Regions from separate parts of the Mus musculus genome. Here all the other regions are linked to region 1. The links are chromatin contacts, called in public HiCAR-type, HiChIP or PLAC-seq and promoter capture Hi-C maps. All regions are on one chromosome and are shown on one strand. Each heading gives the region's core, a stretch centred on a gene start, on an enhancer-like site or on the middle of the called end of the contact. The rest is flanking DNA. Distances are from core to core; before and after follow the strand shown.

Region 1 (3,943 bases), core at 514-3,013:
TGAGGGAACAGCAGGAAGTTAGATTCAGAGATCCCAACCTAAGATTGGGCATCCTTTATTATCTCCCTTAACATCTTGGCTACATAATTTCCTTTTGAATAAAGTTTCCAAATGTTAAAATAACCATAGAAGAAAGTCTAAACTCCCCATGGAACTGGGACTTTTTTTTTTTTTTTTTTGGTTTTTCAAGACAGGGTTTCTCTGTGTAGCCCTGGCTATCCTGGAACTCACTTTGTAAACCAGACTGGCCTCAAACTCAGAAATCCGCCTGCCTCTGCCTCTCGAGTGCTGGGATTAAAGGCGTGAGCCACCACTCCCCACTGGGACTATTTCTTAGTAGCTGCACACTGTACTTTGTCCTAAATGGTACTGCACGAAGGTATACAAAACCTTACCCATTTAAAGTTTGAGAATAGGTTGAGATCGTTTCGGCCCCAAGACCTCTAATCATTCGCTTTACCGGATAAAACTGCGTACGTCGGGAAAAGAGCGAGAGCGCCAGCTATCCTGAGGGAAACTTCGGAGGGAACCAGCTACTAGATGGTTCGATTAGTCTTTCGCCCCTATACCCAGGTCGGACGACCGATTTGCACGTCAGGACCGCTACGGACCTCCACCAGAGTTTCCTCTGGCTTCGCCCTGCCCAGGCATAGTTCACCATCTTTCGGGAAATAACCAGGTTTACCCATCTCTTCTGAGCCTCCTGGAGAGCACCAGATCTATAGCTGCCTGTCCTAGCACATTGCAAGTGCTAAAAGTAGCCCTTAAAGGTTGCCTGGGTGCAACTGTCCATCTCTATCCAGCATGCCAACACCCCCTGGACATTTAGCAAGTGTGAAGACTCACTGGGAGCCTCATAGACACTATTATTTAAACACAGGGTGGTGCACACTTGTGATCCCAGCACTTGGGAGGTGGAGACAGGAGGATTAAAAAGTCAAGGTCTTCTGTGGATACACGGCAAGTCTGAACCCAGCCTGGGCTGCATGGGACAGTCGCAAGATATAAATGAGAACAAAGGGCTTTTAAAGACAAACAAGCATGCGAGGTGTCATGATTAGCCCAGCCTCTCTACAAACAGTTATTTCATTGTTGAGTTTTAATTAATTATTATTGTGTGCAGCCATGTGTATGGTCTGAGAGTCACACGTGTGGAGGTCAAGGGTTCATCTCTGAGGAGTCATAGATAGCTTCCACTGTGGATCCTGGAAATCAAAATGAGGTCAGCAGGTTTTCCCAGCTCAGTCACCTCACTGGCCAGGAACAATTATTTTGAATGCGAGTACCTCAATAAGAAAAGAAGTTTTTTATTTTTCTTTTCTGGTTTTTTGTTTGTTTTTCTCTTTCCTTCCTTCCTTCTTCCTTCCTCCCTCCCCCCTCCCTCCCTCCTTGCTCCTTTCTCTCACCCTCCCTCCTTTCCTCCAGTGCTCCCTCTCTTTCTCCCTCCCTTTCTTCCTTGTCGGTTGGATTACATTAAAAAAAAAAAAAAAAAAAAAAGCTCAATTTAACTTTTGTCAATGACTCCACAGCTTTTATTTAGTGCAGCCGAGCCCATTTTGGATTCAGTGATCTATTAATTAAACACAAGCGGTTTAAGCATTCATCACCTTGTCTTGTACTTCCTGGAAACAAAAAAGTAAAGCAGGCTGGCATTCCCATCACACAGGCCCTGGGCGCCAGGTCCCTGTGCGTTGGCAGTTGGCGACCCCCCTCGGGTCCCCCTCCTGCCAGTGTTTTCCACTTTTGCTCAGCCCAGTCTCAGCAGACTGGGCAGGCCCAGCAGCAAGGCCCAGGCGCAGGCACCACCGAGGGAACATGGGGCGCAAGCCGAGCCCCAGGGCTCAGGAGCTGCCTGAGGAGGAGGCGCGGACCTGCTGTGGCTGCCGCTTCCCGCTGCTGCTGGCACTGCTGCAGCTGGCGTTGGGCATCGCGGTGACCGTGCTGGGCTTCCTCATGGCGAGCATCAGCCCCTCCCTGCTAGTCAGAGATACTCCGTTCTGGGCTGGGATCATTGTAAGCATCAAGTCTGTTCGGCCTAAGCACCAGCGGGCATGCGAGCCGCATGGTGGAGTGGAGACTAACCCAGCTGCATGCGCCCCCACCCTGGCTGCACCCCTAACTGCTTGGAGATTGACTTTGGGCACACTTGGGCTCCCCAGAGGAAGGCTGGGAGCAGGATTCTGGCTTTCGCCTGCCTGAGGCTTCTTGCTCCTCCCAGGGCTCTGACTCAGTCTACAGGGGAGGCCCCGTGGACATCTCGCATAGCCTCAAAGATAACTGCAGGCCCACCCTGTGTGGCTTGGTCCTTGTCTCATTCCCCAGGCCCCACGTGCGTCTGCATAAGTAGCACTGAATGAAGTTCATCCTGGGAAAAGCAGGGTAGGAAAACCTTAAGTTGGAGTTGCCACACTGGCTTTGTTAAACTACAGTTCCCTTGTAAGAGTCATGAATCACTTTCCTAAGGCAGGGCTGGAGACGACTGCAAGCACAGGCTTAATCCACACAGTGTAAGGTGGGCTGAAGCTTTGCTGGCTCCAGTGGAGTTCATTTGGGGTTGTACTAATGCCAGATGCACAGTACTCTGTTGGTGTGTGAGTTCTTGAAAGTAAAATAGATACGGCGTACGGAATACCTACTGTATGCCGGCTCTGCCAGAGATCTCCCCTGTGTTTGTAACTTCACATCTTATGGGACAGTCCTCAAGTTAGAGAAACCAGGCTGGCCCCGCCCAAGGTCATGAGCTGGGAAAGCAAAGGCAGGACTGGCTTCTCTGTAGCCGAATTCTGGCTATGCTAATACTTACCTTATTATCTAAAGCCAATGCTAAATTCTCAGGCTGTCTCGTTTGACCCATGCAACGGTGGGGATTGTTATTCCACTCTGGACACGGGGAAGCCCATTAAGATACCTGACGTCCTCAAGCCCAGAAGGTAAACGTGGCAGAGTCAGGAGAAATGAACATGGCCCCTTGGCCTTCCAGCTCCCCTCTATCCTTACTGTTGCTGACCACACACACACACACACACACACACACACACACAACCCAACATAATTTTGTATGGGACAGAACCTGAAGACACCTGATGCATATTCATAGGTGCAGATATTTTTAAATTAAGATTATTCAAACTCACAAATCTTTGCAGAGTAATTTAAAATGTTTAATTTGTGTACTGAGAATTCCCTTGAAATTATCGTGATTGGAGTTTTCTAAGTCAAATGATTTTAAAAATAACCTCTCATTTAGACATACTGGATATTTTGGTCGCCTCGATGGCTGTCAACATACTCCGGGGAAAATATCTGTCCTTGAAGGCCAGGCAAAAGGAAGGAACAAGGAATGAGGGCTGGTTTTGAAAACCAGCTTTTATTTCACTTCAGAAAGGCCAGTTCCAAAGAAATGAGTTAGATAGGGGGACAAACTGTGTTCTAATGTTTACGGCATGGCACAAAAATCCCAAAGCTTCAAGAGTCAAAAGCTCTGGCGAAATTCCTGATGGCTTTCTGGGCGTGGCACGAAGAGCTCTTTCTCTTGTTCCTTCTTTATGCTAGGGTTAAGTTGAAGTGCACCCCTAGCCTGTGGCCCCACTTGGCTTTTGAGAGAGACCCGGCAGAGGCTGTCCCAACCCACCCAGGGAGTCTCCTAGAAGCCATGTGGGGCCATGCCTCTTGTCAGCAGGATGAGGGCTGTGGGCAGGGTGTCACTGTCTCTCAGACACAGGGACCCTGTCCTTGTCTGACCACAGTGTGGTTGGTCTCCAGACACCCTTCTAGGCTGTCAGGGAGGGAGAGACAGATGGTGAAGGCAGGTGTGTAAACACCGCACCTGGTGCTCAGTCCTGGCTTAGATGTTATTTGCTGAATAACTGTGGGCAAGTTATTTAATGTCTCTAGGTTTCAACTGGGGGGGCACTCAGTGTGTGTGTCTGTGTTCATGAGTGTA
Region 2 (4,139 bases), core at 274-2,773, 410 kb after region 1:
AGTGGTAATGGGTTTATGCAGGCCACAATCCAGGCCACAGGGCATCATGGAGGGAACCGTGGAAGAATGCTGCCTGCTGGCTCCTTTCACAGGCACATCCTGAGCTGGCTTCCTTTTATAGCCCAGGACCACCTGCCCAGGAATCCTGTCACCCACACTGGGCTATGTCCCCTACATCAATGAACAATCAAGACGGTTTCCCATAGACATGTCCATAGGCCAGCCCGATGGGGCAGTCCCTCAGTCAGGGTTCCTTCTTGCCAGATGACTCTAGCTTGTGTCAAGTAGGAAACAAATACAAAGACAGTGGGCTAGCTTAGTACACTGGCTTAGTGGTAAAATGTGTCCAGGCTTTGGACAGGCACTAGCAAGAACTCCTAGGATAGCTTCCCTCATCTCTAAGCAGGAGACTCAGAAACACCTGTTCATTCTAGGTGGTGCTGTGCACAGATAATGACACTGGAATGCTGTTGCTAGGATACGAGCAGGAGATGGAGCAGCTCAGAAGTAAGCCCACTGGTCCATGATGACAAAACCAAAGCAAGTGAGGGGCTGGAGGTTTGGCTCAACAGTTAAGAGCATTTGTTGCTCTTAGGATCTGAGTTCAGTTCCCAGCGCCCACATTGGGTAGCTCACAACTGCCTGTGACCCCAGCTGTGGGGGCTCCAACGCCCTCTTCTGGACTCCACAAGCACCCATACACATAAATTAAACCAAATCTTAAAAGAAATAATAAAATAAAGTTGGAGTCTCGTTGCTTGATTTCCTAGTATCTAATCTTAGCTTCTTGCTCGCTTCGTCAGTTGTTGAATGCACACTGAAGCCATGCTAACTGACTGTCTCACTTTACTTTCTGTTCCTGTGACAAATGTCATGACTAAAAGTAACTTGGGGAGGAAAGGATTCCTTTAATCTTATATGTCACAGTCCATCATGAAAGGAGGCCAAGGCAGAAACTAAAGACAGGAGCTTAGAGACAGGAAGTGAAGCCAGAGCCATGGAGGAACGCTGCTGACTGACCCTCTTTCATGCCTTAGCTTGCTTTTTTCAGAGAACACAGGACCTGCCCAGAGGCAGCACTGCCCACAGTGAGCTAGCCAACCCCGACATTAGTCTCTGATCAAGGGATGTCTCTACAGACTTTCCTACAAACCGATCTGATGAAGGTATCTTTTCAGTTGAGGCTCCCTATTCCCAAATGACCCAAGCTTGTGTCAAAGTGACAAGAAACCCGCATGCTAACACACTCCATCAGAGGTTTGCTCAATGACCCCTTACAGTGCACTGTGTGCCCATTTTCCGGGTGGTAAACACAAATCTTAGAAAGTCAAAGCAAGCTACACACATGCTAAGCAGTAGATCCTGTGGTGTCTGATTCCAACCCCTTATGCCACCCTACCCCCCACTACTGATTGCCTCTGCATCGTCTTCTCTGTGTTGGTTGTTAACTCAGGCCTAGCCTCCCTTTCACATCCCCTTAGCTTTGTCTGCAGCTGCCAGCTCCCCTGCAGTGAAGAATTCTAAATCCAATTCAGCCTGAGCCAGCCCAGTGCATTGAGCTCAAGGCAGCCAAGGTGCCAGGAGGAAGCTAGCAGGCAGCTCCCTGGAACTTCAGGGAGCCAAAAAGGAAATTCCAGCAGACAGGAATGTCTCTTAAGAGCGTCATATTCACTGTCGCATCCCAGGCCTTCAAAAAGTGGGTCAGCAGAGGCGGACAAAGCCACAGACGCGTTGAGAAAGCAGCCTCCTCATGCATGAATGGAGTCTCCCTACAGAGCTATGATCATTTGACCCCAAAGCCAACAATCCAGGGCAACCTCTCCCAATTCTAGGTTTTCTGAATATTTAACTCTTTCGTATCAAGCCACACCCTAAGCAACCTACCTACAACGATTTCCATTCCTTGAACCAATACATCTGGAACTCGGTGAATAAATGCCAGCTCCCCCCATTTCAGATTGGAAAACTGATTTTTTTTTACACCGCAAGCTGTACGGTTTTGCCTTGAGAATGTCTGCAATTACTCCTCACGCCCCTCTTCTTTCTCACGGGCAAAGCACCTGAGATGCTTCCTGCAGAATAGCAAGCACTCACCACTCTGCAGCAGAAGAGCCCTCCCTTTCCCATCATGCCTCAGTGAGTGAAGGCCAGGGATTTACAGCCTTCCTGGTACATCTCATCTGAGTTATTGTGAGACATCTTGTCTTTCTGTAGCACAGTGAACTATGCCGAGGGCCGTTGGACGCCTGCGTTGAGCTCAGATCAGCAGGCCTGGCATGAGGTTCCTGTACCTGCTGAGCCGTCTCACCGGCCCAGCCAAAGACCTCTCCTCACATAAGCCAAGATTGCATGAGAAGCAACAGTATATTTCCTAGGGCACACATAAAATGTGATTTCTTTTTTTCAGAAGGAAAGGGTATTACAATTTGTAAAAGCATAGTGACTTATTTTTGTGTCAGAAAGTGCAATCTTAAGGAGCCTGGATCTTATCATCCAACTGTTGGCTGAGTCCCAGAGTTTGCAGCCTGGGGGAGCCCTTGGATTTCCAAGCTCTCGTTTATTGGTTAAAAGGTAGCCCTATTGCCATCCCCAAAGTCTGTTTGGCATTTAAAAGGAGAATCCACGTATAAAAACATCTGACTTTCATGCCATGGACATGCAGAGCACTGAATAAATGCCAACATTTTTTTTTTGTCTTTAGAAATGAGTTAGAGAAGAATTTATGTCTCCACTCCATGGCCCTAGCTCATTATAAAACAAAGTTTTATGGATCAGAAAGTCTACATTCCACTAACACTTGTAAACATTACAGGAAATTTCCTAGGAGATAGAGTGAAGAATTACAAGTAGCCGTCATCCTGAGACCTGTCAGAGAACTCTACCATCTCAGCGCTACCTTGCAACCCCTCGACGGTTCAATAATTAATATTTAGTTAGCACCTTCTGTGCCCCCCGTTCTACAACCTGAAACGTTGAGAGTACTTCCAAGGCCGCCCCAGGTAAGCCTCCACACACCCTTTACATTCCTGGATTCAAACCCCTAAGTGGGACACAAGGCAGGCATTTCAGAAACAGCCATTATAACATTGGTGGCAGTTAGCTCTCATGCAAATATTATCAGTAAAACTGTTTTGTAAGAAAAAAGTAGGGGCTAGATCCCTGGTCTAACAGTTAGGAGCTCTGGCTGCTCTTCATAGGACACAGGTTTCATTGCTAACCCATAGGTCAGCTGACAACTGTCTGTATCCCCAGTTCCAGGGCATATAGTGCCCCCTTCTGTCCTCAATGGGCACTGCATGCATGGAGTGCACAGACATGTATGTAGGCAAAGCACTCATTACACATTAAATAAAAATAAAGAATTTTCCTCCTAAAAGTGATCTCGGAAACAAACCTCATTTGCCTCTTCGCCTCCTTTGGCCTGGCCCTCACCCACATCTCCATTCTCATAGCTGCCGCTCTTTTCTACCCACAGCTCAGATTTCTCCACCGTCAGCCGAAGTTGGTCGAGGTCTGCCTTGATTTGCTTGTAGTTATCAACATCTTGGTTCGACACTAGTAACTGCACCTAAACACGGGAGAACTTTGTTGCTTAATATTCTCACACAGCTTCTGTATTCCTAGATCCTGTACACCAAAGATCTCATTTTTAAATACTGATTAGGCAAAGGTCAACATTTACAGAACATTCATGGGTATTTACATGTGTATTGGCTGAAAGCTTAGCTGCAAGTATCTGTGAACTCCAAGCAATATGTTCACACATAAAAGGGAATTCTTACATTTCAAAATGCTGAAAAGTAATTTAACGTAAAAGTCTAGGGGGTGGAGAGATGGCTCAGGGGTTAAAGCTCTTGTGAGGAGCTGAGTGCATGTGGGTGCTTGGAACATGGCAGCTCACAACCTCCTGTAACTCCAGCTCCAAGGGATCTGAACCCTCTTCTGGACTCTGGGTACTACACACATATGTGAACATACATACATGGGTACTGCATATATATGTGCACATACATACATGGGCACTGCACACATATCTTCACATACATGTATGAATGGACATACCCATGCATGAAACAAAAAATAAACAATTCTTTTAAAAGATAATTTAACTCTAAATTCATGGTTCAAGTTAGTTTTTC
Region 3 (4,011 bases), core at 89-2,588, 370 kb after region 1:
GCCAGTAAGCCCCAGGGATCCTCCTATCTCTGCCTTGACAGGACTGGAATTAGAGGCACATGGCACAATGTCAAGGCTCTTCATATGGCTGTACAGATTGAGCTCAGGTCCCCTTGTGGGTGCTCCACTGACTGAGCTATTTCCCCAACCCAGTAGAGATTTTAAATAGGAAGAACATTGAAAGCACGGATACATGCTGCCTGTGTGACACTCCAACTCTACCACATGGATGCTCCTGCAATCCTCTACCTGAACAAAGCACCTGCTTCTTACGGTCACCCAAGAACAGGAGAGGAAGGCCTGACTAGTCATCTGGAAAGATAACACTGAGTCCATGCCACACAACCTGTAAGTAAGTGTATACTAGATGTCTCGAAGTCAGACTCCCCTACCCTCCCATTCTCTTGTTCCCTCCACCTCTCCCTCCCATCTCTTCCCCTTTCTTTATCTCACTCTCTGTGACCAGGAGGAACTCACAGTCTTTATGGCCCCAGTCTGCTGAGTGCAGAGGTTGCAGACATGGGCCACCACACTTACTTCCACAGAGCTCAAGGCTTTTAACAGTAACACCAGAAAGATACGGAAAAACCAAAACTATGAAAATCCTCTGAGGATGGAACAACACCGCAGAACGACAGACGCTATTCTGAAAATGGAATTGAACTTTAAAAAGAAATCAGTTTGGGCTAACGGCTTAGTAAAACGCATGCTTCATAGGGCGAGTAGCCGAGCTCCACAGTCCAGAACAAGCCAAGCGTGACAGCGTGCACTTGAAACCCAGCACTAGGGACACAGATGGAGAACCCAGGACTCACTAACCTACTTGGAAGATCCCAGACCCATGGAGAACCTCTCTAAAAGAAGGGTTGCCCTAAACACAACTGCACACACAGGAATGTGTGCAAACACCGACACAAACTAAGAAGCCCTGTTATTATTACCTACATTATAACACATTCTATATAACATATAGTATATAATATAATGTGCAATATGTGAATATGTATTCCTTATGCTAAAAAAATAAATTATTTCAAAGAAAATGTAAGAAAACTAGCTACCAAATAGTCAAAGAGCTCACTTCTTACTATGTAACGGTTGAACTCAAATTACCGGATATGACCTTTCATAGCAAAGGAAATACTGGTGGCTCAATCATATGGAAAAGTTCTTTTCCTCACACATGGCAGAGAAAAAGTGCATTAAAACTCTAGCAATATTTTTAAGATCAACAAACTCCAAACACAATGCTAAGGAGAAAGGCGTTCTCTGGCGTTGCTGGTGTGCTAACAACATCACAGGACAGCATTCGTCATGACTCAGAAGGTCCACTCCTAGCTGTTTACTTTCTTCCTTCACGTTAGAGATGACTGCAAACATTAGATGTTTAAAAATAGAGTGAGGTTGGTTATGGTCACACAAAAGAATGCAGAACCACGGGGATGTGTGTGCATTTGTTTCCCTGCATCGAGCTGCAAATATCACAGGCTGGAAGCCTTCTGCCATGTGCTTACAGGAATGGGTGAACTGAGGAACAATGTCTAACCAGGCACATCTACAGATCCCTGTCGCCTTAACCTTCCTCAGCACCCAGCAAGCGCTTACTGCTCACAGGGAGGGAAGGGCTGAGTGAGTAGGTCTGCTGTCTTCTTACCACGTATGTATCCAGTGCATACATGATGAAGATTTTGGATGACAGACAGGCTGAGCTAATGGTACTTTGAAAATACTTTAGAAACAGGTGTTTCACACATGCAAACTACACTTGATATTTGCATTTATAAGAAATGTGTTTACCACTTCACAAATGCATCAAAAGGCTTTATAACTATATGTCTGCCCAGGCTGTGCCATGTTTTACATATATATTATTCTCTATTCCCTTAAACATTATATTCTTAAATGTCTGAGCTGTGCCAAATCTCAGTGTTGCTGTGTATTTTTAAAGAAAGCCAAAGCCAAAATGATTGTGTATCTGAGCTGTAAAGTTTCACACGGGTCCCCGCAATGGCTGAACTTCATGGGAAGCCACACTTGTAGACTGCCTGATGTCTCAGGACACCTGACCTAATCAGAAGGATGTATTGACTGGGTTCAGAAACAGGCCAGTTTCCAAGAGAGATGGAGCCAACCCTGCCATGCTGTGGATGTCTCTCTGCTTTCCCGTTATACAGAAAGGAACTTTCAAATAGCTGGCCAGCTCAGTGTCCCGCCTCTGCCCTCCTCAGCCCCTTTCTGTCTGTGAAACCCCAACCTTCACTAGGTCATAGGAAGTTATTCTGTTTTATACTGTGTGTGGAGTGGGGGGTGTGAGGTGCCTAACCCTAGAATCACACACAAGTTAATTTGATCTTTAAACACAAATCTGTTGTCATATTGCCTTTTGAAACTAGCCAAGGCAATGTCTCCCGAGTCCACAGACTATGATAAATCAATGTGCACCCATTCAATGGTTACCATCACATTGTTAGCAAGATTTAGAAACACCTAGCAGTGCTCTTGGATGTATCCATGAGGGTGTTTCCAGAGACATTTGACCAAGGAAGGAAGAACCACCCTGCCTAAGGTGGCTCTGGCCCAACAGCTGGGGTCTCCACCTGAATAAAAACGAATGAGCTAAGCACCAGCATTCATGGCTCCCTGCTTCCTGTCTGTGGGTGCAAGGGAACAACCACCTCGGGCTCCTGTGGTCACAGCTAGACACATGTCACCACACTGTTCCCACCACAGTGGACTGTGTCTGTGAAACATCAGCCAAAGACATTCAGGGAGGGCTTCCTCCTTAAGTCATTTTGTAGAAATATTTATCTCAGTGACGAGAGAGTAACAAATACATTTATTATCCTGTTTATCAGAAACAAATTTCCAGGCCCTGATGACAAAAAAGTCAAAGTCCCTGCTTTCAGAGTCTCCATTTTGAACAAGAAGCAATCAGTAAAGAAGTGAGAAACAAGAGATTTCAAATAGAAGAAATCTTATGATATGAAGATAGGTTTACAGATGATTGAACTATATGACTGAATATGAACTATGAAGATATATACTGATATCACATGATGTAATATGGTATGCAATGATGGTGTGACATGATGTGATGATATGATAATATGGAAATATATGAATCTATGATATGATATGAAGATATGGTATGATTATAAGGCATGATGTGATATATGATGAGTGTGTGATATGAAATGATATGATATGCATATAGATGATATATATGGGCGATAATATAACATGGCATGATGATACATGTTACATGATGAAGCTATTACATAATTGAAGTTGTGATGGCATGGTATAATGGGATGTAATATGATAATATGACATGATGATATATAATATTGTGTGATGATATTTATGATTATATATATATAGATTTTATATGTGGCATGATGATAATAATATGGTGACATATGGTGATATATGTGATGGTATGTGATATATGATATAATATAATGTGATATTATAATAATATGAAATAGTATAATATATAGTAATATAATATGACATGATGCTATGATATGACATGATGATACAGGACAGAATAGGATAGTATACAATCTAATGAGGTGATACATGATGATACATATCAAAATATAGTGTGATATTATACAACAATATGAAATAGTATATGACATGATATATATGATGATATAATATGACATGATATATAAAACAATGAAGATATCATATATTATTAAATGATATGCTATAATGTGATATTATAAATAAATATGATATATAAATGAAATTATATATGATAATGCTGTAATGTAATACATGATGACATGATATGACAGGATGATGTATGATATGATGTGATGATATCGTTCTGTGATAATATGACCATGTCATGGAATATGATATTATATGGCATCATCTTTCCATGAGAGTCTTTTTTAAGATTCATTTTGTTTTTTAACTATAGTTTGTGTGTGTGCATGTCTGGGTTTGTATATGTGAGTACAGTGCCCATGGGGGCCAGATGAGGACATCTGATTCCCT
Region 4 (3,864 bases), core at 180-2,679, 260 kb after region 1:
CCTCAGTCTCAGACTCAGTTTTTAACTTCCTTTTTCTTAATTAATAAATTTTGTTCTTGGACAATTTCATGCACACATATAATATGTTTTGGTTTCTCCCCACCCCCAGTTATCCATCTCCTGCTCCAGGTGCCTTCTTCTTCCTTACAAATCTCTTTCCCATTTTCATGGAGATTTTAACTAGAGCCCTCAGTGTGACTTAGGGTTTGGAACTATCTGGAAGCACCCGGTGGCCCATGCTCCTGGCACATGTAAGAAAGCTGACTAAGCACAGAGGCAGCACACCCACCGTGTTCTTCCATTGCTCCTAGCTCAGGTTCCTGCCTGAATGTCTCCCAATGACATACTACGATATATAGAGCTGTAAGCCAAATACGTCCTTTCCTTCCCAGGGTGCTTTTGGCAAGAGTGTTTTATAATCACAGCAGAAGACATGAAGCTAGGACAATGAGCTTATGAGTGATAGTTTATGTATCCAATCATGAAAAATGAGCCAGTGGGGTGACCCTGAACTCCAACTTAAGAATCTGTGCCCAGTTCTTCCTGACAGGGGCTTCTGGGTACCAAGTGAAATCCTTAGCACTGGGTGTCTTCAGTTCTCTGTACACAGAGGTTTTTGTTTGTTTGTTTGTTTGTTTGTTTTTTATCACTGAAGTGTTCTGCCTCCAGCCTGCTGTTCTGAATGAGAAATGTTCCCCATGGGCTTATGTATTTGAACATTTGGTCTCCAGTTAGTGGCGCAGTTTGGGGGAGGTTGTGGGACCTTTAGGAAGTAGAGCCATGCTGAGGCTTTGAGGGCTTATAGCCTTACTCTCTCCCCTACCCTCCTGCATACACATAAAACATGGCCCCTGCCCCCAGGCTCCACGCCTTGCCTTCCCTGCCTCTGGACTCTCTTTCTGGAACCTTAGTCAACATAAACTCTCTCTTCTCTAACTCGGTTTTAATCCTGGAATGGGAGTAATAGCTGGGTGCTAGGAACCGAAAACAGGCATCTGTAACCACAGCCAGTGCTCTTAAACTCCTCTGCTCTGCCATCTCTTAACCTGCTCTGCCATCTCTGCAGCCCCTTTATGTGCTAATTTAAAAAAATAATTAAAATATCAATTACATAAATTACTGAGGCATATTTGATACAGTAGGCAACCACATGAAAAGAATTTTAAAAGGTTTGCTTGATCTAACAGTGTCAAGTAATTTTTTTTTTTTTTTGATTCTTAGGGCTTACTAAAGAAATAAAGCTGTGATTAGATAAGCGAAAATATTCAGTCCTTGCATAAAATGACATATTTAATTCTGGTTGTCACGTTTCACAAAGGGCAATGACAAACCAGAGAAACCAAAGGAGGAAATGCTTTACCCAAAAGGAAGCCAAATATGGTTAACGTTCCCCTAGGTGATTCAACAGATGCTTATTCAGTTATTAGCTGAGGAGCCCTGGGGAACTGAAAAGTAAAAAAACCAACGGGATCCCCAATATAGACAGGAGCAAACTGAGAAGCATGGCGGCTCTTGAAATGTTAGAGGCAAAGGCTGGGGGGTGGGGTGTCTCAGTGGTTAAAGCTCATGCCATGCAAAATAAATGGTAGGGTCAGAGTTCAGAGCCCCACAAACCCACAAGTGCTGGGTGGGTGTGCCAGCCTTCCAGTAACCCCAGTGTTGGAAGGCAAAGTCAGGGGTTCGTCAGTGCAAGCTGGTTAGCAAGACTGGCCATCTTACCAGGCTGTCGGCTCAGCTGAGAGGTCCTGCCTCAGTGAGAAAGGCAGAAGAATGAAGAGGATGGAGGATGAGTCTCAATACCAACCTTGGGCCTCTTGCTACACATGAATGTGACCACACACACACACACACACACACACACACACACACACTAAGCTACCACCCCGAGGGGAGCAAACACGGGGAATGGTGGACAATTGCAATGGTCTAGTGCGATTCACAGATACAGAGAATCTTTCCAATGACCAGTTGCTTAAAACCACACACGATTTCTTCAGAGGCAGCAAGGCGCATGAGAGAATCTGAAAATAAGATTCAGATCCTGGGGGCCTCCTTCTTGGATGGTGATTTGGCCTAAGCACCTCCCCACTTCTCAGGGCTACTAAACTGACCGCCACAAGCTACCGTTCTTGATAATACCCATTTCTGCAATTGACTCAGCCAGGCAAATCTGACACTGAGCTGCGGCACTGTTGATGTTTATACATATGAGCAGGGGTCTACTTCTGACATGAAGTGATAAAGCTTAGTAATGCTCAAAGATTTGGTAGAAATAAACAATAAGACATAGAAATTACCCATTAGAGGCAAAAGTGCCCATGACACATTCTGCCGAAAACTAAAAAACCATCTACCAGAATGAATGAAGTTATGGCCGTAAATCAGGAGTGACAGGCATTGCCACTCTGCTCACTTCTGCCTGATTAGTTCTGCCAGAAAGCATCACAATGATACCCCAGCTAGAAGTGACAGCCTGATGAGTCCCCTGGCACACCTCCTGATCTGCTATAGGACATTAGATAATGTCTCATTTATGGAGCAGGGAGAGGACAGCTGTCAGACAATAAATGTGTAAACAGCAAACTTTTGAGTGCATGATACCAATATGAAACTTTTATTAGTGCTTCTATGTTTCCTATACTTTCATAAACTTTTCTTTTGCTTTTTTCAAAGCAAGGTCTCACTATGTACCTGGCCTGTAACTTCCTAAACCAGACTGTCCTGGAACTTACAGAGATCTGCCTGACTCTGTCTCCTAAGAGCTATGCCACTTATGTGCCACTATGCCTGTCTTCAAAAACTCTGTTAGGTCACAGATTCATATCTTAAGAAGCCTCTGTAGAGGAATTTTAATCTAGAAACATAGCTGCTCTTGCAAGTGATCACATCTGAAGACTCAGACCTGTGTGATCTGGCTGGAACACAGGCACATCCTTAGCATACACTTTAAGGTAAAATTAATTTGTAGAAGGAAGCAGCTGTATTTGAAAGTGACATATAATTGAGGGGTAGACAAAGTGATGGATCAGAGACAGATTTAACAGAATGAGACAGAGATGAGATAGGCCCAACTCTCAGGAGAACAGCCCAGGAGAGAGAAGCTATTTAAGAGCAGCTCAGAGAGAGAGTCTGCCAGTACAGTGAGTGCAGTGCAGTGCAGTGAGGGCAGTGCAGTGAATGCAGTGCGGTGGAGTTGAGTTCCTCCATGAGTCCAAGCAGTTCAGTGCAGTTCAGTGCAGTCAGCAGAGGCAGCAGAAGCCAGAGAATAAGAAGCACCCAGAAGATTAGAACACATTGCCAGAGTTAGTTTGAGGCCAAGCAGAGCAAAACATTGAGAAGCTGAGAGAAGCCAGATTGAATCATTCAGCTTGAAGAGGAGCTTGAGCCAGAGCAGCTGAGTTAAACCAGCCAGGCAGAGCTCAGAAAGAGCTAGAAAGGGTGAGCTTATTCAGCAGGAAGCCTCTAAGACAACAATTGCATCTGGCAAATAAAAGTTACATTTACTTTTAAGAGGCAGATTCTCTACTATCTTGTCTCTAAAATACCACTCAATCCTCTACCCTATCTGCTTCCGTGACCCAAACAGGAGAAAAGCTTTACTCATTCCATTTTAAAACTTCAGAGTGGTTCTGGGGAGAGAAACTCGAGATGGACAGACTCGGTTTCTATACATGGCTCTTAGACCTCAGCTTGTGGTATAGAGTTTTCCATTTAAATCACTTGGTATTATTTCACAGTTCTATGAAAAATCATGAAAATGGCTTCAGGTAGGAAGCAAATGCATTCTTTCACCATAGGCCCCTTTCTAAGAGTGACAGGCAGGTACCTCGATCTGCGCGGTGTGGTTGGCGTAATACTTCAAAG
Region 5 (4,195 bases), core at 1,627-4,126, 450 kb after region 1:
GAGACAGGCAAAACACCAATATACATAAAATAAATATATTTTTAATTGTATAGAAGAGAGAGTCAGCTTGGTTTGATGATAATTTCTCATTTAAAAAAAGGAGAGAGAGACACACACACACTCACAGAGACAGAGAAAGACAGAGAGAGGCAGAGAGAGAGAGACAGAGAGACCTTGTGAGTTGTGGGCCAAAATGTTATTTTAGCAGTGTGAGAGAGAGAATGTCACTGAGAGTTTCAGTAATGCATTGTTTACATTTGCTCCTTATTCTTTTTCTAATGGTGTGTGTGTGTGTGTGTGTGTGTGTGTGTGTGTGTGTGTATCTGCATGTATATCTCTGTACCACACGCATGCAGTACCCACAGATGCCAGAAGAGGGTGTCAGATGTCCTGGAATTGGAGTTAGAGGTGGTTGTAAACCCTCATGTGGGTGCTAGGACCTGAAGCAGCCAGTGCCCTAACCATTGAGCCATCTCTCCAGCCCTGCTCCTTGTCCCTCATACTCACTCCACTAAGTCCCAAACCACGATCACTTGTCGTCACTCCTGTGTGCCAGCCACACATCCATATAACCTTAGAGCAAGGAGTATACCCTCCTTAGTGACAAAGGCTCTCCATTTCTGGGGGTTTCTCCTTGGAAATGCAACTCTGTTTCCATGATGAGATAATTTGCTGATTAGAAAGTAGTTTTTTGCCTTGGGCAAAATATACCGGAACATATCTATTCCCTGAACGTGATCTTGGTTACAGAAATCTAATTATAATCTAGGCAGCCTTTTGTGGCCTTTCAGAGTTGGGCAGCCAATTAACTAAAGTAAAACTCTTCTGCAGTGTATGGCTTTAAAGCTACATATTGATTTACATACTTTTACCACCAGAGTCACACTTCCAAGATGTTGATAAATAATTAAATGAAATTAGAGGTACTCTTGAGTTCTCTAAATAATAATAAACCCAGACACAACATTAAAGGCCTGGGTTAGCACTAAATCACACACGAACTCTTTATTAGAATATAAAGGGAAAAAAGATAAAATACAAAGCTTTCTGCCTACATTTTAAACCCTTGTTCTATAAACCATCAGAAAGCTGCTTAGAGTAGTTACCCTGGACCATCTCTTCTCGACCTGTGGGTCACGGGCCGTTTGGGGGTCTAGTGACTCTTTCACAGGCATTGCCTAAGTTCATCAGAAAACACACATATTAACATTACCACTCACAACAGTAGGCAAGGTAGAAATGGGGGCCAATGCTCAGCTGGACTTCTCTTTTCATTTAGTTCTGGGCCCACCACATGGGGCAGAGCTGCCCACACTCAGGGTCTTCCATCTTCAGGTAAGACCTAGAAACACCCCGGCAGACCTGCTGGGAGATGAGTCTCCTCCGTGATTCCACCCAGTTCAAGCTGAGAGAGAAGACCGTCTTCACGCTGCTTCTTGCTGAATGTGAAGCAGTCTTGGTTTTTTTGTCTTTGTTTTTGTTTTGTTTTGTTTTGTTTTGTTTTTGAGACAGGGTTTCTCTGTGTAGTCCTGGCTGTCCAGGAACTCACTTTGTAGACCATGCTGGCCTCGAACTCAGAAATCTGCCTGCCTCTGCCTCCCAAGTACTGAGATTAAAGGTGTGTGGCACCATGCCCTGACTGCTCCACACACATATACAGTATACTATGGTCATATCCACACACATATACAGTATACTGTGGCCATATCTGCCCTCCATTACCCTCTCTTTATGACTCTCACTCCTGAAAGATCCCACTTCTTCCCCCCAGTTAGTCCTATCTTTTTGTGTGTGCAAGCCTTATGCGGGTAGCCACATCTGCTATGTGTTCATGAACGCAACACCATGCCATACCCAGAAGATAGATATGCACATCCCACCATCGAGTCTAAGTCCTAAGAAAGAACACCTGTTTAACTCCACAGTTCTTATAGGTGGTTCTATGAGCTGCCACATACAACCCATCCTTGCAAAGTCCAGTTTCTTCCTCCTCCAGTGTGCACTTTAACAGCCACCAAAGCCAATGCTGAGGCTCCAGACCCACCTGGTTCTTCCTGTAGTCCTGCTGCGAATGCCGCAGCACACGGTAGCAGAGACGCAGCACATACTTGTACGGGGCGTAGCGCTGGTCGCCCAGGTCCTCCAGCCTCAGCATCGAACCTTCTCCAGCCTTCTCCTTGAAAGGTGCTTTAAGGATCCCAAACACCTAGAGGAATAAAAAAAAAAATCCTCCTGTTTTGATGGACACACGCGCATGCTTTGCACCATATTTGCATTTTTTTACAGATAACACAGACTTTAAAACACCGTAGAAATGTGTGACTGGAACTAATGCAAAGGCTGCCCGCTTCCTGCTTAGTGGGGGAGGACATTAGTGGTTGCTCGTCCTGGGTGATGAACACAAACAAACCAAACCCCGCTGCTTGCAAAGTCAAGGACAAATCCACTACATCAATATCATAATGGATTTTATTTAGAAATTGTATTTTATTAAGATGGTAAATACTTAGGTATTTGTATGAACCTACACAGAAATATTCAGATCAATTAAAATATGTTTTCTATATGTTTTTAGTATTCTGTTATTTTTTTTTGGTAACTTCCCCAAATTAAAACAATATAAAGGACATGTACAATTTTTTTAACCTGAAATTTACATCAGGTAATGGTTTCCAAATGTCACTCTCGCCTTGTTATAGGCAAAAGGAAATAACTCCAAATACATATGCAACCGTGATTCTAAATACATGAAATTCTCTCTGAGCCCCTTCACCCCCTCACAGTATGCAGATAAATGGCCACAGGAATGAATGCATTAACAAGAAGCCACAAGAGAGATTCTGGAGATGTCCCCACACCCACACACCCCATCTCTCACAGGGAGCCAAATTCTTGCTAGGTCAGGGAGCATGGGAAAGAAGTATGAGGAGGTAGCCCTGACTGCGGAGAGAAGCCAGCAGGCTGAGAGCGTTCTCTGAGAAGGATCATGTGATCAAGGCCATGAGCCTCGAGACAAGAATTCAACGTGGAAAGGAACTGTCCCTTGGAGTTCATGAAATATGACCGTATGTTTCCAGGAGACTTTTATGTTCTCAAATTTCTTTTTGCAATAGGTGTAGATTATTTCAGGGATCCACAACTGGTCAAAATACAGTGACTGCTTGGCCCTGGGGTGCCCATGTCTGATTAATACAACTACACACATCCCCTATACCTAAGACACAGAAAGTCACAGAAGAGGAGGTGGAAAGATTGTAAGGCCAGAAGACTCTTGAGAGTCTGCTGTGAGACTGTGCCTTTCATGTGTGACCTATGAACTCTAAACAACACAGTTGCCTGAGCAAGATCAGTGTAAGGACAGGTCCAGTTGACATGCAAACTTGAATAAGGGAAATTCCACATGACCCCACCCTCAAGAGAAGAGCTAGAGGTGATATGGTGCCTGCTCCAGGGACCAGGTCCCACACAGGTTGTCCAATACCAAGTGGTCAACACCGGACACAAATGAGGAACACTAAGTGAACTCAGTAGGTTGTGTGTGTGTGTGTGTGTGTGTGTGTGTGTGTGTGTGTATACATATATATATATATATATATATATATATATATATATATATATATATACACATACATACATATATATATATACATACATATATATATACATATATATATATACCTATAATAATGATAGGGGAAATCATGAATTTGGAGGAGAGAGAACTTGGAAGGGGAGAGGGTGAGGCAGATGTAAGATAAATGCAGTCAGTATTTATGTATGAAGTTCTCAAAAAATAATATTATTTTTGAAAAGAAGAATTTTATGTTCCCTAGACCTTGGATTATTCTGTATTTATATTATGAAATAAAAAGTTGGGCACAGCAGTTAATGTGCTCATAACTCACTCAAGGTCCTAAAAGTCCCTGAAATCAAATGCTTTCTGGAAACAATTTACTGCTGTCAGAAAGACTTTGTCCCTGAGACCTGAGACCTTTACCTTATTTCATGAAAACACTGTTTTCAGACATTCTGTGGATCTCAGCCACACTATGTCTTCAGGTTTCCTTTCCCAACTCAGCATGGAATGCCAATTACTGTTAATTAATTAGTGCTATGATAGGTATGTCTTTAAGGCTTTTCCTTGAGGCCATATGTAGTTGATACAAAAGCTAATTATTTTAATCGTTATTTATTA
Region 6 (3,888 bases), core at 525-3,024, 480 kb after region 1:
AAGAAAATACAAGAAAAAAAAGAAAAAAAAAGAAAAAAACTGAATTGTAAGTCAGGCATGGTGGAGAGAGAGAGAGAACTTTTGTAATAAACACTAACAGAGCATCTTTAAGGAGAAAACTTTGTGGCCTGTGCTATTTTAGGCAAGACTCCTATCCCTGGCCACCAACCCTGTGACCTCAGAAGGAAAATAAGACATAAATAAGGTCAGCTATACTACAAAGCAGAATTTGACCAGAGCTAGGAGAAAGAAATGAATAATTTGTAAATAACATAGGTCACAGGAGGGATGGAGTGATCTGTGATGAGCTAATTTATATAAGAATTATTCCTGAAGGCTGGAGAGATGGCTTAGTGGTTAAGAACATTGACTGCTCTTCCAGAGGTCCTGAGTTCAGTTCCCAGCAACCACATGGGGGCTCAAACCATCTGTAATGGGATCTGATGACCTCTTCTGGTGTGTCTGAAAACAGTGACATACATACAGTACAGTATACTCATATGCATAAAATTAAAAAAAATAATTATTCCTGGTGTTCAAGGAAACCATTAAAGGGCAGGTTGAATTTTAATCAGGAGATAAGGGAGAGAGATCACCACAAGTAAGAGAAGTAGGACTAATTTGAGTTTGCAGAACCTCTTGTGTGATGTTTCTTTAAAAATGCTTTTGAGAGTTCATTCATTTAACTTCACAATTCCCCTTCTGAGAAATGTTCTTAATCCTTAATTCTTCACAGATGAGATGTGGGCTACTGACGGGAATGTCACACAGAGCCATGTGTGACAGGTCTGAGGAATGCAAGCCACACCCCAAGAGACTGCAACATCTCCTCTCCTGCCTCCAGCAAACAGAAAGGTGTGAGCCAAAACAGAACGACTCCACAGATAGGCTCTTATGCTGAAGGAAAGATTTCCCGGGACCTCAGAGGCTTTTAAGCTAAAGGGAAGATCATGCCGCACGAAAGAGGCTGTTAAATGAATGATGTTTACATCAGTCTTATATGTTTACAGTCATCAGCATCTAAGTGTAGAAACTGCCATGGAAAGATATGCTTATCTTGATTCCCAAGTTGTGATGCCTATAACCGGGGAGGAGAGGTGTCACTGTGGGGAAATGACCCGAGTTCTAAGAATATTTCATGCATTTATAAGACCGTGAGATAGCCAAGATCAAATTCAGGGTCCACAAGGTGGAGAGAGTGGATGAGAGAATGTAGTGGTTACTGGCAATATCGACAGGTAGCCTTCATCAAAACACACAATTAAAGTGCAGTGTGCAGAAGAGAAAGTCAGGTCGCCACAAGAGTCTCGCTAACTGTACCGAGTCAGATGCAGGATGCCAGCAGTCTTACACTCACACAACAGAAGGAAACAGACTGAAATCACAGAAGCCCATGATTCACGCTCATAGTCTTGCTTTCTAGTCCTTTGGGGGTGGGGGTGAAGGTGGGGGCACAAGTGGGTTCCTGAATGCAGGTGCAGTACTTGTAGAGACCAGAAGAGGGCACCAGACCCTTTGGCAACCTGAGCGAGGAGCGCCAACCACACTGCAGGTCCCAGGGATAGCCGTCATCTGCTTAAGCAATCTCCCAGCTGAGCCATTTCCCTAGCTAGCTGCTGTTGTTTTGCTTTTGGGGTTTTGTTTTAGTTGGTGTTTGTTTCTTTTCTTTTTATTTATTTTTTTTCTAGAAAGTGTCTTCTATGTGGGCCTCAGACTCAACTTTACAGCTGCTGCTGCTGCAGACAATCCTGGCCTCCTGCCTCCTCACTCTCAGAGCATGGGACGCCAAGACTGTCCTCTTCCAGCACTTTAGTGGTTTTTTTTATTAACTGTTCCTAGGAGTATTGGAGTTAGGAAGTAGGGGTTTAGTGCCATCTAGTGGACGCTTGACCTAGTTACAAACAAATAAGCGAGCCCATTTTCTTCACTGGGGTGTGTGTGTGTGTGTGTGTGTGTGTGTGTGTGTGGTGTACATCACTCACTTCTTTTTTTAATTGACACTGTATTTCACTGGCTTAGAGCCCTCCTGATGGGCTAGGCTGGCTGGCCACAGAGCCTGTCTCCATTTACCCAATGGTAGGATTACAAGCACAGGCCCCCACGCCTGGCCCTTCTCAGGTAAGTCCCGAATGGCAAGAACCCCGTGCTTTCAAGGCAAGCAGCTTATTCACTGAGCTCTCCCCAACTCCCAAGTAAGCTACTCTAGAAGGAAATATGACAGCCAGGTGTGGCGGCACGCACTTGGAAGGTGAGGCAGGAGTATCAGGAGTTCAAAGCCAGTCTCTGAAAAATAGCAAGTTCGAGTCCAAACAAAATGAGACCCTGGCTTGCCAAGCCAAAGGCCATGTGAAATCTTTAACAAAATTATTTTACATTCTTTGCTTTGTCTTGCTTTGGAAAGAAATACCAAGTTGTTGCTTTAGTGACTGAGCTCCACAGTGTGGAAATGTCTGAAGCAGTGAATGGGGAGCAGAGATGCCCGAGTGTTGCCCTTCCCACGGGGCAGGATTGGTTCCAAGGCTGTGTTAGCCGTTCCTCAGATGACGTTGTTTTCTCTCCCACAGGCACGGTCCCGAACTTAAGGTCTCTAAGTCACAGCGTCTGCACAGTTGTACAGTCCGCATCTGCCACCTTCACCTTGACTGACTAACTCATGTGTCCCAAGGAAGTGACATTACAGAGAGACAGGTGACAAGTCTGCAATCACATAAAGTCCAAATGTCTGAATTACCCGTCCTGTAATTAAATGCTTATTTCTACATTTCAACCCTGGTTTTCTGGCCCTCTATGTTTCTGGAAAGTTAATCTGCATCTTCTAACACTGTGTGGCGAGTCTCCTCATGCTGAGGAAGGGCATCTTTTAACCTCGGCTACTCATGGTCTTGCAGAATAAAACCCACGTGTATCCTCCAGTGCTGTCCTAAGCGTTGATGCTTTCTACATTCACCATAATGTAGAGCCTGGTCTTCAGTGGCTTACAACTGTGCATGCTCGGTGTACAATCGCTTGCTGAAGCCCCACTGCGCATGCTCGGTGTACAAGCGCTTGCAGAAGCCCCACTGCGCATGCTCGGTGCACAATCGCTTGCTGAAGCCCCACAGGAAGTGCTCTGCTTGCCTTGGACTCTGTTTCTACAACAATCATAAGCTCATCGTGTTCTTCTGAATGACTTAACTTCATAGCTGAATGCTGGTTTAACGGGTTGTGCCTGGGAACTGTGATCATAACACTGTAGGGTTTCTTTCTCTTTTCTGTTCTTAGTTTAAAGTTGCCTTCTTTAAATTTACTGGTTTTAGCATGTGCACTGATGCATGATGGAAGCCATCAAACGGTAAGAGCCCGCAGCTCAGTGGTGTGTTACATGGTTCCCATGGGGACCGCAGGAACCTGAGGACAGTAACCACACCTTAACACCTGTGCCCCCAGCACCAAACCAGGTCAGCGCTTCCACATAGTAGGCATTCAGTAAGTGACCTCGAAATTTCAGATTAGTGAGGATCAAGGCTTCTTGGCCTCTGTGTTTTGGACTAGATAATTCTGTCAGGGAGGAGAAGGTAGCCCTCTGTGCTAGCCATTCTTGATGTCCAGTCCCTCTCACAACTGTGTCAATCAAACATCTGCAGATACTGTCAGAACCTCTGGCAGACTGCATCAGTACAGCAGTTCAAGGCCAGCTCTGGTTGTTATAATTGGGTTTTGTTTAAGGGTTGTTTATTTTAACTTTAAGGAAAACACAGACTCTCTGACACTAGATCCCCTTTTCTGTGAACAGAAACTCCTGGGTTTGCAGCTGCCGTAGCTCCTCTCCACTCAGCCACCGCATCTAGTAAACACAGATTCAGTGAGACACTCTCCACACTGTGGAGCTGGGTAGGGGCCCTCCCTTAT

What was found. Promoter capture Hi-C pulls out the DNA fragments that hold promoters and counts their contacts. HiCAR-type assays count read pairs that join an accessible place to other places. HiChIP or PLAC-seq counts read pairs in DNA pulled down with a chosen protein or histone mark.
Region 2: a contact with region 1 is called in a HiCAR-type map of astrocytes, with 2.9 times the contacts expected there. The contact joins the enhancer-like site here to the promoter of Sspn in region 1. A contact is called at or near these places in 5 of 39 promoter capture datasets (the 3T3-L1 cell line, the C10 cell line, the HPC-7 cell line and 3 more), 1 of 484 Hi-C or Micro-C datasets (bone marrow-derived macrophages), 2 of 115 datasets of contacts at active chromatin or transcription factors (astrocytes and embryonic stem cells) and 4 of 9 other capture datasets (adipose tissue, embryonic stem cells, macrophages and 1 more).
Region 3: a contact with region 1 is called in a FOXA1 HiChIP or PLAC-seq map of pancreatic cancer cells. The contact joins the enhancer-like site here to the promoter of Sspn in region 1. A contact is called at or near these places in 4 of 39 promoter capture datasets (the HPC-7 cell line, HPC-7-derived erythroid cells, cranial neural crest and 2 more), 1 of 484 Hi-C or Micro-C datasets (bone marrow-derived macrophages), 3 of 115 datasets of contacts at active chromatin or transcription factors (embryonic basal ganglia, embryonic midbrain and pancreatic cancer cells) and 4 of 9 other capture datasets (adipose tissue, embryonic stem cells, liver and 1 more).
Region 4: a promoter capture Hi-C map of the HPC-7 cell line shows a contact between it and region 1. The contact joins the enhancer-like site here to the promoter of Sspn in region 1. A contact is called at or near these places in 2 of 39 promoter capture datasets (the HPC-7 cell line and cranial neural crest), 1 of 15 datasets of contacts at CTCF or cohesin (the NIH/3T3 cell line), 1 of 115 datasets of contacts at active chromatin or transcription factors (bone marrow-derived macrophages) and 4 of 9 other capture datasets (adipose tissue, liver, macrophages and 1 more).
Region 5: a promoter capture Hi-C map of cranial neural crest shows a contact between it and region 1. The contact joins the enhancer-like site here to the promoter of Sspn in region 1. A contact is called at or near these places in 4 of 39 promoter capture datasets (cranial neural crest, embryonic stem cells, hippocampal neurons and 1 more), 1 of 484 Hi-C or Micro-C datasets (bone marrow-derived macrophages) and 2 of 9 other capture datasets (adipose tissue and liver).
Region 6: a contact with region 1 is called in a HiCAR-type map of astrocytes, with 3 times the contacts expected there. The contact joins the enhancer-like site here to the promoter of Sspn in region 1. A contact is called at or near these places in 5 of 39 promoter capture datasets (the 3T3-L1 cell line, cranial neural crest, embryonic stem cells and 2 more), 2 of 115 datasets of contacts at active chromatin or transcription factors (astrocytes and bone marrow-derived macrophages) and 1 of 9 other capture datasets (liver).

The regions. Positions count from the first base shown.
Region 1 is chr6:145,932,359-145,936,301 of GRCm38.p6, forward strand. It overlaps Sspn (sarcospan), which reads left to right and starts at 1,764. Exons shown (of 3, transcript NM_010656.3): 1 at 1,764-2,013. The coding sequence starts at 1,816.
Region 2 is chr6:146,341,663-146,345,801 of GRCm38.p6, forward strand. It overlaps Itpr2 (inositol 1,4,5-triphosphate receptor 2), which reads right to left. Exons shown (of 57, transcript NM_019923.4): 26 at 3,395-3,568. Among named protein-coding and RNA genes, the nearest start is that of Gm35596, 120 kb to the left of the region's middle. Within about 2 kb of position 1,524, at least 43 of the 459 cell types and tissues checked have an H3K27ac peak or open chromatin away from gene starts, as enhancers often do. A contact at or near this core is called in astrocytes, where this site is marked.
Region 3 is chr6:146,303,518-146,307,528 of GRCm38.p6, forward strand. The region is part of intron 34 of Itpr2 (inositol 1,4,5-triphosphate receptor 2); the gene reads right to left. Among named protein-coding and RNA genes, the nearest start is that of Gm35596, 86 kb to the left of the region's middle. Within about 2 kb of position 1,339, at least 8 of the 459 cell types and tissues checked have an H3K27ac peak or open chromatin away from gene starts, as enhancers often do. A contact at or near this core is called in pancreatic cancer cells, where this site is marked.
Region 4 is chr6:146,190,687-146,194,550 of GRCm38.p6, forward strand. It overlaps Itpr2 (inositol 1,4,5-triphosphate receptor 2), which reads right to left. Exons shown (of 57, transcript NM_019923.4): 46 at 3,827-3,864. Among named protein-coding and RNA genes, the nearest start is that of Gm35707, 4.8 kb to the right of the region's middle. Within about 2 kb of position 1,430, at least 9 of the 459 cell types and tissues checked have an H3K27ac peak or open chromatin away from gene starts, as enhancers often do. A contact at or near this core is called in the HPC-7 cell line, where this site is marked.
Region 5 is chr6:146,380,640-146,384,834 of GRCm38.p6, forward strand. Itpr2 (inositol 1,4,5-triphosphate receptor 2) reads right to left here. Exons shown (of 57, transcript NM_019923.4): 15 at 2,045-2,206. Among named protein-coding and RNA genes, the nearest start is that of Itpr2, 120 kb to the right of the region's middle. Within about 2 kb of position 2,877, at least 1 of the 459 cell types and tissues checked has an H3K27ac peak or open chromatin away from gene starts, as enhancers often do.
Region 6 is chr6:146,408,522-146,412,409 of GRCm38.p6, forward strand. All of the region lies in intron 9 of Itpr2 (inositol 1,4,5-triphosphate receptor 2), which reads right to left. Among named protein-coding and RNA genes, the nearest start is that of Itpr2, 92 kb to the right of the region's middle. Within about 2 kb of position 1,775, at least 171 of the 459 cell types and tissues checked have an H3K27ac peak or open chromatin away from gene starts, as enhancers often do. A contact at or near this core is called in astrocytes, bone marrow-derived macrophages, hematopoietic stem and progenitor cells and 1 more, where this site is marked.